Linked DNA regions of Zea mays: all the other regions are linked to region 3. The links are chromatin contacts, called in public Hi-C maps. All regions are on one chromosome and are shown on one strand. The core of a region is the stretch at or near the end of the contact, and the rest is flanking DNA. Distances in the headings are between cores, read along the strand shown. Region 1 holds the start of LOC100284247 (mitochondrial-processing peptidase alpha subunit). Region 2 holds the start of LOC100276829. Region 3 holds the start of LOC100280461 (nucleic acid binding protein). Region 4 holds the start of LOC100191291 (putative aurora-related protein kinase family protein).

Region 1 (2,700 bases), core at 121-2,620, 250 kb before region 3:
GACATCGTGCCCTCAATTTTTTTTATCACACCGTCACCAAAAAAATACTTCGGTGTTTACCTCACCCCCACGTGACTCTCGTCAAAAACAATATAGAAACTATGCTCGCCACTTTTCATTCCTTCTTATACATCCAACCAAACACAACTTATGTGATAAAAGGTGTGTGTTTGGACTTCGGAGTATACAATTGACCATTGGCAAAGGTGATTTGCGTTGACTCTCTACGAAACTAACATCGATTGATTAGCTAGCTAACAACCTTTTCAAGTTCAGTAAAACCATACCAGTCTGTCTTTAGCTACAGACGTCTACCAGTCTACCATGCATGAGGCCTCGAAGAGTCTGCATGCCTCATCCGTGCCTTCTACCAGATACGAGATCCTGAACCGATCAACAGCACTAACTGCTCACGAAGTACGATTCAAACAACCAACGACCCTGTACCTACGCTGCACAACGACCAATCACCTGCATATACCAACCCTACTCGGCGCACCAAACTCTCCGCCCAAATCTCGTTTTTTCCGTGGCGACCTGGCCCATGTCATCATGCATGCCGATGTCCAACGCGTACAGAAACAGCCCAACAAAAGCACAATGGACTATCTGACAGCCTTGTGCGAGCAAATCTTCATGGGGGGTCCGGGGGAAAAAAATGCAAGCCAGTTGCAACGCTGCAACTGCTATTTATGAACTGATGCCGGCATTTCATCGAGCAGGTGATCGAAGCTATGCTCCCATGCGTAGCGTATTTTAATTTTCACCTTCACCTATTTGCAGTTTGGCACTCGCTGAATGAGAACCAGCGGAAGGAATTTCTCCACTTCTCTGTGGTGGAATTGAGACAATCTACTCCCCGCGCCAAACACATAAGCGAATGCAGCGAGATTAACGATATACATAACAAGTTGCAGAAACTTTCTGCCAGAAAGCCGATATGCTGAGAGCGGATGCGCAAAACAGGCTACGAAATACCTAATCAGCAATCTACCAAACAACTAACCTGCTCGGCGCCAACCCCGCTCCCGGCAGCGATTGGCATCAGTCGCTGCGCCTAGAGAACCGCGACCGTCCTCTCGCACGCTGTGATCAAGCCCTCGCCTCGCCACCAGCGCCGAATACGGTGGAGCCAGCAAGCGGCGCCGGCGATCGCCTCGCCCCATCTCGGCGTGCAGCCGTGCACGGCGCGGCGGTTTCACGAATCACGCGTGATATGATGGCCGGTAGGCCCAGCAGAACTAACATAACTGGGCCTACATGGGCCACGTCATTAGGCCCAAAGTGAGTGGGCCGGCCACACATGCTCGGCCTCTCTCGCTTGATATGCACACACGGACACATCCTTTTGCAGCAGTGTGAGAGCTCGATTCGTTGCCGTCCACTTGTCTCACGGCCTGTCGCCATCTCCTTCCTGGTTTTTTCATCCGACCATCCCCGGCTCCTCCGCGCCGTCGGCGACGACTCCATCGAGTCACTCGGCCGCAGCAACCGGCGACCATGTACCGAGTCGCCTCCGGGCTCGGCGCCCTCAAGGTGAGCCGCCCACGCCTGGAACCCTACCCTTGCATTGACCTTGGCTCCTTCCATTTCGGGTAGATCTGGGCGCGATTCGCCGATCCGCAGCGGCGTCGCTTGCGGTCGCGTCGCGATACGGCGGATCCCTCTTGTCGGGACCTTCCCGTCGTCCGAACGCGCCCGAGCTTGATGCGTCAGCCTGGGAGCTGAGCTGATGGGTATTTCTGGCGTTGCAAGTGCCGATCATTGTTTGAACTGTTTGTCCTGTCTTATTGTCTGTTGAATTGGGGACGAGGTTGTCCGATCACATGATTATGCTGCATTCATTTTGTTCAGTGCATGCGTTTGAAACCCTTGTGATGTTTTGTGTTAGTTAACAAGCGGTGTGATGTTGAAGAGTGTTTCATTTCATTCAATCATTCATAGCCACTTATGATACTAGTTTCCACGTCTGTTTATAGGCAGAAGATAGAGCACGATTTTTATGTGGAACAATTGGATCTATACCATTAAAAGATCCAAACTTTAGATATATACCATGGACCCCACATGTCATTGACTCATGTGGACCCACATGTAAGTGAGATAGTAATGGTATGGATCCAAAGTGGTGATCTTTTAATGGTATGGATCCAAATTTCCCTTTTTATGTAGACAACCCTTTTTTTATGTGAGAATGTAGAAAACTGTCATTCCGATTCCTCACACCAAGAGTATTGCTTGGTATTGCTCTGCGAGCGGCTTTTACTGTAATAATAAACACGCTTTTCTTGGGTTTGTTTGTATGAAAGGTTTATGGCTTTGACCACTGAACTGTAATATATGTTCTTTCCTTCTATTTCAGAGGCATGGGGCAAATGCTCAAATGATGAATGCTGCAATTAGGTGTGCCAGCACAAGTGTTGCACAGAGGTCTTCGGGTGGCTTCTGGACCTGGTTGACTGGTGCGCGTTCAAATGAAATACCTCCTCCAGATTTCACACTTCCAGGAGTGACTATTCCTCCTCCGCTGCCTGACCATGTGGAGGCTGGCAAAACAAGAGTCACAACACTTCCCAATGGTGTTAAAATAGCCTCTGAGACATCTGCGGTATGTCGTGTTTATTTTTATATGGTTACTCATTCCATCCATGCACTCATCAGCAGCTGACTATAATAGTGTGTTTTCCATTTCCTATTCAG
Region 2 (2,700 bases), core at 40-2,539, 130 kb after region 3:
ATATATAACTATGTTAACTTTTTTCAAAAACTTTGGTCACTCGTCTTATTCAAAATATTTTTTCAAAGATGTAAAATTTTAAATCAAGCACAAACTATCTTAAGTGATAAAACAAAACACAACAAAATAAATGATAACTTATTTTTTTAATAAGACGAGTGGTCAGTTTTTTTTAAAGTCAACAGCGTCATATGTTCATATATATCTATGAACGAGGGAGTACTTGGAAAGAAAAAAACACTTCGATAGCATATACCAGATGATATAGTAGTTATGTGCATTCACCAAGCTTAAAAAACACTTTGTGCCCATCTATCCATCAATCACGTGATCAATCAAGTCAATGAAAAAATTACTAGTAACATCCCTCCACAGATACAATATAAAAGATGCAAGGAACGATAGAAGTCGTAGATGTTCGTTCCATTCTCAGCAAACCACACACAGAGAAAAACGCGAGACACAGGATGTAAGGTTGGACGTCTAACCTCTCTGCCTGCACTAGTATAATATGAAGAGTGTACATGTTCCTTATATAGAGATCTGAAACCCTCAGGCTTGTTTGATTTGAGGTAGTTAGAGGGGGATTGGGAGATTTAATCCTCTTCTATTCAAATTTATATAGAAGATAATTTAATCCCTCTGATCTATTTAATCTAATCCTAAACCCTAATCGAAGAAGCCCTAAGACTAGCTCCAACAAGGAGCTCTAAATGGTCTTGTACCCTAAATTTAGAGGATGAGGACGTCCTCTACCCCTCCAACAACGTCCTCTAAACGGTACTCTAAATTTAGAGGACGCTGCTGGATCCTCTATGTATAGAGTTCCTCTAAACAGTTCTCTATCTATTTGAATACTTTAAACAACCGTTTTAGTAAAACTAAAATATGTACAACACATTTGAGAGTATGACAAACACCTATGTACAAAAATTTAAAAATAAAAATGTCTTTAATATAGGTATTTACATATAGGGGATGTGATTTAGAGGACGTTGTTAGAGAGGAAATAGATATAGGGGATAGAATCTTTTAGAGAAGACTGTAAAGGACGGATATAGAGGATGTATATAGAGGACGTTGCTGGAGACAGTCTAAGAGGTAAAAACGGTATTTGACCATAAAACCTTTCGTCACGGTTTCTTAACACAATAGGAACTCCCGCTCTCATCCCTGGCTACCTGGCAAAACCGGCCCACCCCGTGATTGTCAGTCGAGGCCGCGAGGCCCACCAAACGAGCGATCCGATCTCGATTCCTCGACCTCGGCTGTAGCCTGTAGGCTCCTCATAGTCATGTAACCTGCCGCCTGGCCCCTACATTCAACGGTCATCTCCGCTCCGCTCCGCTCCTCCGCTCCACGCCGCCACCGCTCCTCCGCTCCTCGCGGCTCAAACGGTCAAATCGCAGATCCACAGGAAACCCCAAGCGGCGGCCGTCCCTGCTGCGGCTCTGCCTCCCTCTGCTCTCCGATTCGAGCGGATTCCATGGCCAGAGATGACGACGGCGCGCCCGCGCCCGGCGTTCCGGGCCAGGTGTACCTGCCCGCGTGGCGCCGCGCGTACGACCGACTCGTGAAGATGCTGCGCCAGGCGTACGCGCAGGCCGAGGAGCTCTCCGTCGAGCGCGAGCATCTCATCTCCGAGCTCCAGTTCCTGCAGAGCGCCAGCCGCGAGCGCCAGGAGATCTCCCAGGTCCGCCTCCAGCAGGTACGAACGATTCGGGTCCTGGCTCTTTGTCTTTGTGATTGGATTTGGGGAAGGCCATCTCTCGGTCGCTGCTCACGCGCGCTAGGTTTTTTTTCCTTTTCCTTTGCGGCCTTTCTATTTTCAGATCTGCAAGGACAAGGAGCTCAGCAAGAGAGTCCTTGAGGCTGAGACGGCGGCGCGTCTTGGCGGCAAGGAGCTTCAGATTCACTGCCATCAGAAACTCGCAGGTGAGGAAGGAGAGGGACCAAGTTCCTGGCCCCTGCATCAACTGTTCCTCTTTGAGTTTCATCGATATCTTGAAATTGGTGTGCATTTAAAATACTCGATTGATTCTCACGGCTACCGTGGCTGCTAGTAAACTTGCTTTTCGTAGGAGTATCTGGCGTAGTAATGGAAAAAAATACCTTCACTCTTCGTGGGTTCAAGTCCATTTCGTTCTTTATGATTAGGAGCTCTTTTGTAGTGACGGTTGGTTCATTTCTGTCTTTGATTGCACTGTCTCGATTAGTGTAGTTTAGGTATTACATATCTGTGCCAATTTCATTCTGCTTTCGATGACCTTTCGTTGTCACCTACACTTCCTGAGCCTACATTTGCTACTACTGTAAGAATCAGAATGAAAAAAAAAAGCTTCATCTCTATTTGTTTCTGCTGTGCATTGTGTATCTTAGAGTTGTCTCTTAACTTCTTAAGATTACATTGGTGTAAAGCAGTCACCACACTAGAAGTTGACACCTTGTATGTATCTCCACCTTGCAGTTTGAGATTCCAACTGTTGTTGACTATGCCTTGTTTTATTTATTTACTTTTGGATCTTACATCAGCCTACACTTGTACAAGAAAATAGTTTATTTGTCAAGAACTTGAATGTGGTTATTTTTCCCACCTAATTAGGCTTTACAGTTGTGTCGATCCAGTTGGATTTGTGCAACATTTTCCATGTGGTTTACAGTGTCCATTGAAAAGATGAAGTATATGTTTGGCACCTTGTA
Region 3 (2,700 bases), core at 56-2,555:
TTTGGATACTCCGTACCATCCTTCTCCGTTACGGCTCACCATCACCTTTCTCCGTGCCCATTGTTATTGCCACTGCCGCCGCCGCGCTCAGTTGATGAGGTCGGAGACCCAACCGACGTCGGGGCCACCGGCGTCGCCGGAAACAGCGCCCTCCCTGCTAAGCCGCTCGAACACCTTCGCGCGGAGGGCGCGGCCGGACTCCACCCTCTCCACGGGCTCGTCGTCGCCGCCGAAGCTGACGTCGAGAGGGTCCAGGTTGGCCATGTAGCAGGATGCGGCGGTGGCCCTCGGGGTGGAGGACAGGCCGTAGAGCGCGCCCCCCGTAGGCGATCCGTACGCGACCGCGGATGCAGGGTAGCCGCACCAGCCGCCCGACGGGGACGAGTTGGCCCTGCTGAGGCGGAGCTGGCGGAGCGAGGCGAGCACGTCGTTGACGGGGGACCCGGCGCCCGGCCAGCACCCACGGCGGAAGTCGGGCGACAATGGCGGGGACTCCGACGGGGGCGACTTGGGCGGCGACAGGAGGGTGCTGGTCGGCGACGAGCACATGATGCTCTTGGTGAGGTAGCTCTCGAACGCCTGGCGCCGGAGCGGGGAGCCGTCGTAGGACTCGGCGAGCGGGGAAGAGCAGGCGGCGCCCCTGGGGCTGGACTGCTGCTGAGGCGTGGGCGGGAGCACGCGCAGCTGGTCCGCGGTGTGCGCGAAGAAGCAGACCCGGCGGCGGCAGGCCGTGCCGTCCTTGCAGGGCTGGGTGCGGTAGCGCGCCGGGTGGAGCCAGCACTCGAAGACGCCGTGCGCCATGTCGCAGCCGTCGCCGCGCTTGCACCCGCCCTTGCGGAAGTCCGGGCAGGCGGCGCCGGAGTAGTGGTACTTGCGCGGGTCGCGGCGCCGCGCCTTCTCCCCCGGGTGCGCGAAGGGGCACTCGGTCCAGTCGTGGCTGCGCGCGCGCGCGCACCGCCGGACCTTGAACTCGTACATGCGGAACTCGTCGCAGCCGTAGCCGTCCACGCCCGCCGCCATGGCGGCGGCCGCCGCCGCCGCCTCATCCTCCTCGGCCTCGGCGCCGGCGTCGTTGCACGGCAGGTACTGGCGCAGCGCCGCGAGCAGGTACGGCGTCATCTCGTCGCCTTCGTCGACGCCGCTCACAGGGACGTGGTGGGACCACGGCGGCATGCTCACGCCTTCGCCCATCATCATCATGGCTTCCTTCCTTCAACTCAGTCTCTGGACTACGGGAGATCCGGTGGACTGGGCTTATCGGTGTGTTGAGAGAGAGAGACCGGGGGCAGTGCGCGGGCTGGGGACGAGGGACACCAGGCCGAAGGGCTGCTCGCTTATAAAGCTGCCTGCTAACCATGGTCGTACCCTCGGGCCGCGAGCCGACCGCGGTTAGCTAACTAGGGGTGAGGCAAACGACGGGGTCCCCGATAAGGTAACGCCGCGTCAAGTCCGGGCACCCACGATTTTGGGGTGGCCCGCGGTCAGTGAGATGAGGGGAACGCGGAAGCGCCAAGGATCGCGTGAGTGGCGGACGCGTGGAGGGAAGGTGTCAGGCATGCGGAGCGCGATGTGGAGAGCGTGGGGGTGGGGCGCCCGCTTCGGGACACGTCGGGCGGGAGGTGCGGGGGGACGGCATGGTACGATACTTTGGTGCCCCGGCAAGACACTGGCCCCATCTGCGTCCCGGGTTGGGTTGGGTCGGGTCGGGTTCGGCCCGCCATGCTTCCTGTAGGTTCTGGAAACCTGGGGTGGGGTGGAAGGCTGGGAGCTGCGGCTGCGGGCTGGCGGTGGCGCCTCTGTTTTGGACACATGCAGATGGCGGGGGGAGGGCAGTATGCAATATGCACGGCGATGTTTGGTTTGCGGGTTGGAACTTGGAACTGTGAGTTGGGTTTGGTAGCCTTCACGAATCTAGGCAGTCCTGTCCTGCCGCTGCTTTTCTTTGGCGGTATACTGCTTTTGGACGCGGGTAGGTAGGTAATTCTAGTATATCCACCGCTTTCTTTCTATTATAATTAACGCTACGGCAGTTTCTTTTGGATAAGTCTATCTCTTCCAGATTAGAGGCGATCGTTCATTTGTATTTTTGTGTTTGCTCGCGCAGTGGCGCTCTTCCGGGTGGACGCCACAAGTGCTGCTTGCTCGTGGGGAAAAAATAATCTTTGCATCCGTCATGCAAATAAAATCTCTTGAGCCCCTCACAACCAATCATCTGTTAATCCATATAAATAGAAAAAAATAAATTAGTGTTAAATTGTAAATTATGATCTGTTTTTATGTACAAAATGTTTTTCCGCTCGTGCCGTGTTTCATGCGGCTCCGACCCTAATAAAGCCCATGAAGAAGCTGGTATAGGAGCCTTATCAAAGGACCTATTATACCACGGGATACCAGAATAAAATACGAATGAGACGTATGAGGTGCAGCATACCAAAAACAAACTGCCGTTAATTTATATGTTTCCTCTCTTAGATCCTGTTTGAAAGTAACTCAGTTTTTAATAAAGCAGTTGGTACCTTTTAGTTAGTAGATACCAGCTTCTTGATTTTAAGGAAGCTAAGAATCTAATTCCTATAAATTGAGTTATAAACTAGCATTTTTAGAACCAGCTCAATTTTATAAACCAGTTTTTTTAAAAAATTGGGCGCTTTCAAACAGGGCCTTATTTATCTGCACTCGTATTTAGGGCTGGAAAATAAG
Region 4 (2,700 bases), core at 86-2,585, 150 kb before region 3:
TTAAACAACACAGGAAAAATACCAATACATCATAATTTCAGACAAAAATATGAAGTTAAATACCAAAATAGAGAGGTTAGTGGCTTACCAAAACTTCACCCATGAGCTGGATTGAACCTCAAAAGTAACTAATAGACTGGACCCAAAAGTAGCTAATGGTCTAAAATGCATAAAACACTGTGTTTTTCAGTTAGAACGCCAAAACGCTAAAACGTGGTTTCAACCTCTAATTAGAGTTTTGACGTTTAAACGTAGTTTTAATAACACTGATAATCATTGCAAGTAAACTATGTTATTTACCCTCTTTTCTCTGGCAAGATATACGTGGCCGAATTTGCCCCTCCCAAGAGGCTTCCCAACCTCGAAATCAGACAGCACCCACCGCTTCTCCTCGTTTGCATGGGCTGAATCCTGCAAAGTGAAAACAAAATGCATCGTTATATTTCCATTATACTGCAGCCACAGTACCCTGAAGGCGCAAACCACCATCAGAAGCTTAACCAGCCATGAATCCTCGTTTACCAGACCTCTAAACACAGGAAAAGGAGCGAAGTCCAAGGATAATCAGAACAGGAACAGAATAGAGAGTTAATATCCTAAGCCAAGGATCTCGTAAACCCCACGGTACACTTCACTGGCCCAACGTGTAACCAGCTAAACAAAGGGGACGCCCAAGCTTTTGCAGGAATAGGGGTCAAACCCTAATCATCTGTCCGCAAAAGAATATTAGAAAATGGACTCGCGCACAGCTAATAAAAGCAACGATATATTAATGTCACACGCTGGAAAATAAAGAAACGTCTGTTTGACCCTGTCGCTTCCACGCGCTACAGCACGAACAGAAGGGGGCAAAAGAGACAGGAAAATCCCCCAGATTCGACGGGACGGGGAGAACAAATCGCACCGATTTGACCACGGAGACAACTACAATCAAGCACAACCAAGGCTGCGGCACGCCAATCGCTCGATTAACCCCACGAATCCACATCTACGCACGCAGGTCCCCAAAATCATCCGCGGGCGGATCAGACCAGTGGGGGAGAGGAGAGGGAGCAGTAGCATACCCTGTCCTCGCAGCCGCGCGACTCGGTGGCGATCGCCATGGCTGGAGCCTGGAGGAGCGGCGCGGAGGGGGAGGAAGCTTGTGTAGGGAGGGGGAGCGGCGAGGCGAAGTTTGGAATTGTGGGGCGATATGGGATTGGGGCTTTAAGGTTTGGGCGGAGAACGCAACGGTCGAATCCTTGGCTCGCCTCGCCCAGTCGCTCACGTGCAGAGAGGCGAGCCGTTTGGAGTCAGCGGCCTCGCCCTCGCCGGCGTTGAGGTTGGACTGGATCGGGCTCCCAGGCTAAGGTTGAGCGTTATGACATGGTCATATGGGCCTAGGCCTTAACAGCGCTAGAGAGTGGGTCGTGGTTTGGGCCTGCGTACCTTTGACAGTATTGAGCTTTACCCATGTATGAAATCATAGAACAAGTGTATTTTAATGTCCTCAGCTATAGCAAAAACAGGCCCACGGTTATCGTGGCCTTATTAGGCCTGTTTTGGTAATATCTCCTAAAGTTTAGTAAATAAAATTTAGTCCCTTTTAGTTAAAACTGTCAAATATAATGACTAAGGGAGATCTTCTAAACTTTTGTCCTTTAGTTACCTCTAAAAGTGACTAAACTTGTACTTTTACAGGATTTATCCTCAAACTGATCCCTACTATCCCTTCCTAGCTAGAACCTGTCCAACTGTATTAAATAGAGGCTATCATATCTTATGCGTAATATTTAATGCTCTTGGGTCAATTTTAATCCCTAGAACCAAACAGAATATTCTAAAGTCTAGTCTCTAAAGTTTAGAAGGGTAACTTGTCTAATTTGGTGCCACTCGGACGTCGAACCTTCGAACCTACTAACATGAACAATAAATTAGAATCACAGTCATTATCCATACTAACTTCTTACATATGCAATGGTAAAAGCAACGATATAGATACATATGCTTGTAAATAAAGAGGGTATAACACAAGTTGCTCCCATCTACATTCACCTGTGCAGTTTAATCCATCATTTTAGTATTATATATGTTATTGTAGGCCTCAAACTACAACCTGAAGTCAAAAAAATACATTATGAAAGTATGAAACAAAGAAATTCAAGAGAAACGATCGAGGAAATGGATACCATTATCACGCACATGCAATTCCACTAGCTCAACACCTCATGGATTTGCTAGCAAGATGACCTTATCTAGAGAGGTACGAATGAAGACGGGCGTTTGAGCTGGTGAGGAAGAAAGAGAGGATAATAATTCTATATAGGCTCATTTGAAACAAGAAGAGTGCCATGGCTGAGTCACATCATCCAATAATACGTTTGGAGTCAGCGACCTCGCCCTCGCCGACGTTGAGGTTGGACTGGATCGGGCTCCTATGTTGAGGTTGAGCGTTATGACATGGTCACATGGGCCTAGGCCCTTAACAATGTTAGGGAGTGGGTCGTGGTTTGGGCCTGCGTACCTTTGACAGTATTGGGCTTTGCCCATGTATGAAACCATAGAACAAGCGTATTTTAATGTCCTCAGCTATAGCAAAAGCAAGCCCACGTTTATCGTGGCCTTATTAGGCCTGTTTTGGTCCTATCTCCTAAAGTTTAGTGAATAAAATTTAGTCCCTTTTAGTTAAAACTGTCAAATATGATGACTAAGGGAGATCTT

What was found. Hi-C and Micro-C count contacts between places; a contact is called where the count stands out from the background.
Region 1: a contact with region 3 is called in a Hi-C map of leaf mesophyll, with 2.3 times the contacts expected there. The contact joins the promoter of LOC100284247 here to the promoter of LOC100280461 in region 3. A contact is called at or near these places in 4 of 25 Hi-C or Micro-C datasets (bundle sheath, ear, leaf and 1 more).
Region 2: a contact with region 3 is called in a Hi-C map of leaf, with 4 times the contacts expected there. The contact joins the promoter of LOC100276829 here to the promoter of LOC100280461 in region 3. A contact is called at or near these places in 6 of 25 Hi-C or Micro-C datasets (bundle sheath, ear, leaf and 3 more) and 1 of 3 datasets of contacts at active chromatin or transcription factors (seedling).
Region 4: a contact with region 3 is called in a Hi-C map of bundle sheath, with 2.3 times the contacts expected there. The contact joins the promoter of LOC100191291 here to the promoter of LOC100280461 in region 3. A contact is called at or near these places in 3 of 25 Hi-C or Micro-C datasets (bundle sheath, ear and tassel).

The regions. Positions count from the first base shown.
Region 1 is chr3:6,859,866-6,862,565 of Zm-B73-REFERENCE-NAM-5.0, reverse strand. LOC100284247 (mitochondrial-processing peptidase alpha subunit) reads left to right here and starts at 1,370. Exons shown (of 13, transcript NM_001254778.1): 1 at 1,370-1,536; 2 at 2,363-2,608. The coding sequence starts at 1,501. LOC109944790 (a long non-coding RNA gene) reads right to left here and starts at 1,093. Exons shown (of 4, transcript XR_002267933.2): 1 at 1,007-1,093.
Region 2 is chr3:6,475,385-6,478,084 of Zm-B73-REFERENCE-NAM-5.0, reverse strand. It overlaps LOC100276829, which reads left to right and starts at 1,289. Exons shown (of 5, transcript NM_001150538.2): 1 at 1,289-1,708; 2 at 1,833-1,935. The coding sequence starts at 1,487.
Region 3 is chr3:6,609,014-6,611,713 of Zm-B73-REFERENCE-NAM-5.0, reverse strand. It overlaps LOC100280461 (nucleic acid binding protein), which reads right to left and starts at 1,305. Exons shown (of 1, transcript NM_001153381.1): 1 at 1-1,305. The coding sequence starts at 1,200. The coding sequence ends at 88.
Region 4 is chr3:6,761,163-6,763,862 of Zm-B73-REFERENCE-NAM-5.0, reverse strand. LOC100191291 (putative aurora-related protein kinase family protein) reads right to left here and starts at 1,335. Exons shown (of 9, transcript NM_001136725.1): 1 at 1,065-1,335; 2 at 301-411. The coding sequence starts at 1,103.